2 separate regions of the Callithrix jacchus genome follow, and region 1 is linked to region 2. A link is a contact called in public Hi-C data. All regions are on one chromosome and are shown on one strand. Each heading gives the region's core, a stretch centred on a gene start, on an enhancer-like site or on the middle of the called end of the contact. The rest is flanking DNA. Distances are from core to core; before and after follow the strand shown.

Evidence for each region. Hi-C and Micro-C count contacts between places; a contact is called where the count stands out from the background.
Region 1: a Hi-C map of skeletal muscle shows a contact between it and region 2, with 12 times the contacts expected there. The contact joins two enhancer-like sites. A contact is called at or near these places in 2 of 3 Hi-C or Micro-C datasets (both in skeletal muscle).

The regions. Positions count from the first base shown.
Region 1 is chr9:13,975,022-13,978,543 of calJac240_pri, forward strand. It overlaps WNK1 (WNK lysine deficient protein kinase 1), which reads left to right. Exons shown (of 26, transcript XM_078338381.1): 2 at 3,263-3,435. Among named protein-coding and RNA genes, the nearest start is that of WNK1, 49 kb to the left of the region's middle. Within about 2 kb of position 1,955, at least 3 of the 16 cell types and tissues checked have an H3K27ac peak or open chromatin away from gene starts, as enhancers often do. A contact at or near this core is called in skeletal muscle, where this site is marked.
Region 2 is chr9:13,740,386-13,743,617 of calJac240_pri, forward strand. The region is part of intron 3 of NINJ2 (ninjurin 2); the gene reads right to left. Among named protein-coding and RNA genes, the nearest start is that of NINJ2, 98 kb to the right of the region's middle. Within about 2 kb of position 1,511, at least 11 of the 16 cell types and tissues checked have an H3K27ac peak or open chromatin away from gene starts, as enhancers often do. A contact at or near this core is called in skeletal muscle, where this site is marked.

The DNA of each region.
Region 1 (3,522 bases), core at 705-3,204, 240 kb after region 2:
GAGTCAGTTCATTTTACAAGGTTTTTCTGAGAATTGAATGAAGTAAAGCAGCCAGCTAGTAAATAGCAAATACTTGGCAAAAATTATTTTTAAAACCTCAGCTGTTCCTTCTGGTCTGTGTTGTTTATGTTAGTTTTGATCTTCTTTATTATTGTCTTAAAGTCTTTTGGGTGCTAAAATAATGTACTTCTCTAAGATATTTTATGAAATGATTCTAGATTTAAAAAAACAAGATTTAGTTATAGATGGAACAAGTGGACAAATTATTGAAAGAAGCTCCAAATTATTTAAGGTTCCCCCATCCCCTGCTTCGTTAATGATAATCTGTTCTCATGCAACTATATTTCTAACTTCAAACATTAAGCAGATCCCTTAAAATAAATAATACTTTTCAGAAAGGATAAAAAACACTTAGATATGTAAAGTAGCCTCTATTTACAGTATAGATGTCCTCTGGGCAAATTAGAGATAAAATAATTAAATATTTCTATGGAATTTTTAGATTGCCATTCAGTGTATTCTAAAGGAAAATTAGATATGGATTTTTGATGGCAAAGAAGGTCCCCTCTGTTTTTTTCCCCTCTGTACTTTGCTATAAATAAGTAGTTGGCAGCTTTTTTACAATACACTTATACAAACCAAAAGCTTTTAAAAACCAAAAGCTGTGACCTTTGCAAGTGGTCATTCTGTATATGGATTGTATTGGACTTAACTGAGACTCAGAGGCCCAATTTCAATTCTCATTTTTCTTTTAAGTCATAGGAATTTTTTATCCTTGGGGAAATGCTAACTGCTTATTAAGACACAAACATACACACTTTCAAAGGGGTATTGAGGGGAAAACACATTTATGGAATTCATTCAACAAATGGCTGTTGAACAAATCACTATGCTAGGTTGTCAGGTACTAAAGATAGAACACCAAAAAGGTATTTCGTCACTGCCTTTTCATAACAAAATAAAGCCTCTGAGTGCTTATTCTATGGGGATAAGAGTCAGTGTTACCTGTGATTAAGTGCTGTGAAAGAGGCATGTGTATAGTTCCTAAAAATATGGGTCAGAGGAATGATTTACCCTAGAATGAGAGACAGTCAGGGAAGATGTCCCTGAGGAAATGAATTATTCTTTGAAGGATGACTGGGCATTAACTTGGCAGAAAAGGCTGATAGGCATTCTAGATAGAGGGAACGACATGTATGAAAAGCATGATATGTTTGAGAATGGAAAAAATAAATGTGGTGAGAAATTAGGCTCAAAGTTTGGGTGAAGATCATTGTAGGAAACCTCTAGATTACAGTGATTTTTAGCTTTATCCTAAAGGCTGTAGAAAGCTGTTAAAAAGTTTTAAACAGAGTTATGACACTTAGACTCCATTTGTTTGATATATTCTGATTTCAGAGATATTAAAAATGTCAAAAATAGTATTTCTAAGAATTAAATTGGCATATTAAGAATTGATTACATGGGCATTAAGAAATATTCTGACTAAAATGTGGACAAAGTGAAAAAATGTAAAAAGGACTAAAAATCAAAAAAACTAAAACAGCAAGATGTGTGTAATAGGGAGGTACAGTGATGAATAATTGATTTTGATAAAGACCCAAATAGAACTTCAGGAAATAAAAATACATTGAAATTAACTAAATGAGAAGTGCCACCTTCTTCACCCGTTGTCCCCAGATACTTTGACTTGACTTTGCCTCTCTATTCTCTGGGAAGGGCACATTTTAGGAGGATAATCCAGGATGAAATAGCTCTGCTGCCTGTATCTGAGGCTTACTAGATAGGGTATGTGACTTTGTGGATACAGGATGTAGTCTCTGACTGTGGGGTTAGAATAAAGGTGAAAAAGGAGTACAAAAGGGGGCTTTTGTGGAACTTTGGGAGAGGCTAATCTTGCAGTAATAATTTGAAGATGGAGCAAAACCCTGAGAGAGAGGGAGAAGTTCCCAAGATGCTGGGAAAACCTGTATGTTCATGAAGCAGGAATGGAGTGGAGATTGGAGGAGATCATTGCAAATTGAGCTGTGATTATCATGCCTCATTGAAAATCTCAAATATAGGGTTACTGCTGAGTGGGGAGGGACAGATGCCTCCCCCAGCCATTAGGCCTGGTAAGATGGCTGGAGAATTTCCCCGCCACTGAAGCTTTTGGTATGCGCCTAGCCTTCCTGCTCCCTGTATACATTGGTTTTGATGCTAGTGGACAGAGTAGAAACAGGAGTAGTAACTTGGTAGTTTCTTTTTATTACATTCCTGATTGGGTACTTTTGGTGACAGACTGAGAACTCAAAGTTCGATTAATAATTGATGTAATAACGGAAGAGAAAAATTAACGAACAAGAAGGTAGATCTGAAAACATTGCCCAGAAAGTAGCAGACAAAAAGAAATGGAAAATGAGAGAAAAATTAAAGGATATTAAGGATGAAATAAGGTTATACACACACACATTTAAAAATTGTTTAAAAAGAAGAATTGGGAGGGGAAAAGAGAATGAGAGGAAACAGTGTTTAGAGAGATAATAACTGAGAATTTTCCTGACTTGAAGACAAATACTTGAATATTATTGCTTAAAACAAAAAAATAGGCTTTACACAGTGGCTCACCGCTGTAATCCCAGGCTTTGGGATGCCAAAGTAGGAGGATCACCAGAAGTTCAAGACCAGCCTGTGCATTATAGCAAGACCTCATCTCTACAAAAATACTAAAAAGTTAACCAGGCAAGGTGGCACATGCCTGTAGTCCTAGTTACTCTGGAGGCTGAGGTGTGAGGATCCCTTGACCTCAGGAATTGAGGCAGCAGTGAGCTATGATAGCACTGCTACACTCCAGCCTTGGTCACAGAGTGAGCTTCTGTCTCTTAAAAAAAAAAAAGTTTTGGTTAAAGATACATTTATTTTAATCAATACAAAGATAGAACTAGAATTTATATTTAGGTCTTTTTGCTTCCAAAGCCTATATGTTCATTTCCTGACATTAAATTGCATGTCTAGCAATTGATGACTTATTTTGGATATGGACCATTAACTGCACCTTACAAAAATGAGACTATATCTGAGGTACATATTAACAGTAAAGATACTAAAATGATCTCAAGCATGAATTCATAAAATAATCCAAAATCTGTCATGAGCATTTTTAGCATTTGCATTCTTTAAACACCATTGATCATGATTTAGTAATGTTTAGTATCTAAGATTAACTGTTTGATTTGGTGTTTTATCATTTTAAACCACATTCTGTTTTGGTTTTTGATTTTAGGATCGAAAGTTAACAAAGTCTGAGAGGCAGAGATTTAAAGAAGAAGCTGAAATGTTAAAGGGTCTTCAGCATCCCAATATTGTTAGATTTTATGATTCCTGGGAATCTACAGTAAAAGGAAAGAAGTGTATTGTTTTGGTGACTGAACTTATGACGTCTGGAACACTTAAAACGTAAGTGCATCAGTATTACAAAAGCTGACCAAGAAATATGAGAGAATATGATTTTTGAAATTTCAGGCCTACGAGTTTTACTTTTGT
Region 2 (3,232 bases), core at 261-2,760:
CTCCAGGAGCACTCATTAGGCAAGAGAGTCTCGCCTCCTACCCCCAAATTCAAAGGGCTTCTGTCCAGGCTCAGCTGTGCCCCCTGGCCTCCCTGCCCCAAGGCAGTGCCACCCCTCTTCTCCCTCCCCCATTCCTGCAAGATTTGCACTTTGTCCTTCCATCCTCAGCTTCAGTTCAACCTCTGATGAACTGGTCTAGCTTCGAGGGAAAAAGACTCCGTTCCCTGAAAATTTGTTAACAGTGGACAGAACCTTAAACCCAGACCTCCAGTGGTATGTTTTGAGCACTGACCAAATAGTGCGGGAAGAGGTGGCAGTGGGTGGAAGGGGAGAATACTTGGGGAACTTGGAGGTCTTCCCAAGCCTCAATGAAAAGTATTGCTATGTAAATTTTAACAGAGCTGCTTGGCTTTTGTTAGTAATTTAGAGCTATCGTTTCACAGACGATGTGGGACTCGCAGTGCGCTTAGGGGGTGCCCTCATCCTTTCCTCTCTAAATGTAGAGCCGATTCAGTACTGCCTTGAACTGCGGGTGCTGGGCGGGATCTCTGCAGGGCATCCCCGCAGGCGCCAGTTCTCCAGAGCGTCCACACGGTGGCGCGCAGGGTCCAGAGAAGGGCCTCGGGCACCGCAGCTGCCGCATGGCGTTTCCACCCCGAGGAACCCACGCGCAGGACGGGATTTGTGTGAAACCTGGACCCATCCGAGGCCCGGACCGGGAGCCTGGCCCACAAGTCTGTATGGGCCGACCTAAAACCCACCAAACACGTGTGTCAAGTCAGAGTTCGGGAATCAACCGAAGCTGAAATGGGGCCAGCTTGGGGTGGGGAGACGGAGAGGGGAGGGGCCTTCGGCACAACCTGCAGCCCAGGGGACCGCGGAGGGAAAGGGTCGAAGGTGCCTGGAAAGGGGCCCCCTTAGTGCGACATCTTTAAAAGCAGGGAAAGATTTCCTAATCCTTGTGGCCAGTTTAGGTGCAGCCCTGCTCAGGGGCAGGGGGATGGAGGAAATGGCCTGCGGGCTCCCTTACAGTGGGAGGACTGAATCAGACAAAGCCCTAAATCCTGCAGGGGGCCATCCTTGTCGCCCACAACCCAGGGATTGAGAGCAACCCCACAGGGGTCAGATGATGGAGGAGTGGGGAGCGCAGTAGGGTGGCCCCGGCTCCTGCTCAGATGAGCTGGCCCTTTAAGGCCAGGCCCAGGCGGGTCCAGAACAGAGACCCGGGAATGTGGGAAGGACAGGGGAGCACAGCCTCCCAGCATGAGTCATTCCCGTTTCACCGGACTCTTCGCCGCCGGCTCTCGCTTGCCTCCCTCCCCTTGTCCTGGCCCTGACCCTGGCTTCTGCGCCCTCCCTGCAGAGCTGGCCCGGGTGCGCTGGCGGCCTCCACCCGCCACAAGCGCGCAGCGCTCCGCCCGCTCCCCGCCCCTTTTGAGTTGATCCTGGAAGAGCAGGGGCCGGCAGGCTGGGACTCCCGATTCCTAGGACCAGCTCTGCCTCTGGGCTTGGCACCTTGGTGGTCACTTTCCACACCTATAATACTGGAGGGCAGAGGCCACGGACAGACAGAACGACGCTTTGCTCCTCCCCAGAAGAAAGGACAGAATCCAAGCGGTTCCCATGCTCCCAGCGTGAGATCCCTCTCTCAACGAGGCTGGCTCAGTGTCTTACTGAGGTCTCATTCTGCCCTGCCCTGCTCGCCCCTCCCCTGCCACTTACGGGCGGCAGGACACTGCCCAAGACTCATTGCTTTGGGTTCCCAGAGTCCTTGTTCAAGGGGTGGTTGCCTGGGGAAAGGCTGCCCATCAAAATCCAGCCAACCAATGACACCCGGACAGAAGGGGAATTTGGGGCGTCATGAAGCTGGGGCGGGAGGGGTGCGAGGGGGTGAGAGTAGATCCAGAGTCTGATCTGTACAGCTCTAGGCCTTTGGCCACAAGAGGACGTGGGTTTGGTGATTGGCAGGGGATGAGGCAGCGGGTAGGAGACACCACAGACCCAGCAGTCCCCCGTTTGCCCCACTCCTGGGTCTGCCCAGCAGAGTCATTTCCCTCCCTATTCGGCATCCTCCTCTCTGGTTCCAGCTCAGTCTGGCCCCTTGCCAAGTCCCAGCTCCCAACGCTGGTGCTATTCCATCCCTTGAAGTCAAGGATTGCTTCATTGTTCTGCCAGACGGCCGTTTATCCTTTAATCCTTGTTGGCCCATAGTTTTGTTTCTTTACAAAACTGGGGTTGGATAGGAAAAGAATGCCTTTTCTTAACAGAAAAGTAAACATGTTTTTACCTTGTTTATTGACATTACTGCCAGTGGGGGCCTTAAGGTACAACAGATCGTTCTGCTCTTTCTTGGACACAAGATTACAGGGCCATTCTCCCAGCGGGAGGGCTGAGGGGGGTAAGTGACTGCCCTACCAAAAAGCCAGGAGCCACAGCTCACTGTGGTTAGGCCCTGGGGCCTAGGGCAGGCCGTGTGCGTCCCATGGGAGGGTGTAGCTCTCCTTCCGGGTGACACCCTCCGGGTGACACCAACAGCACCTTGACGACAGTCCAGCTCTGCTTTCAGGAGTGAGCAAGCAGGCCCACGCATTAAGCTCCTTTGCTTATCTGCGAGATTGAAGGGACTGGAACACAGGCTTCCTTGGGTCCTTCCCAGCACAGACTGATCTAGGGATGAGGAAGTGGAGGCTCTGAGTGGAGAATCCGGACGCTGAGGCCATAGCAGAGAGGCCGCTGCAGGATACGGGTGACCCTCCCCTGTCATTCCTGCCAGCCCTGAGAAGACCCACATGGCAGCCTTCCTTTGTGGCGAGCTCACACTCAGACCACACACTGGACAGGCCCAGAAGAACAGGGGCCTGGGGCCCTTGTGTTGGCTTCAAAATGACCGCCTGCCCAGGAAAGCCAGGCCTCCCCTGAGAAGGAGACGGTCCAGACTTAGGCTTCTGGTAGCTGATTTCTCACAAAGGGAAAGGGTGGGTCTCAGCCCCGGAAGAGTGATTCGTTCAAAGGAAGGGACTTAAGCAAGCTTTTAATCCGGTGTCAGTCCTCATCAGAATCCAGTTGGGAAGGGTGCCTGGGCCTGTCCTACTGCGCGCACACATAGTGGGCTCTCAGTGCACTGGAACGATGATGGTTCCCACTTACAGAAGACACTCCTGTGCCTGGCACAGGGTTAAACACAGGACATGAGTCACCTTGTGCAGTCCTCTCAAACGGTTCTGCAAAGTAG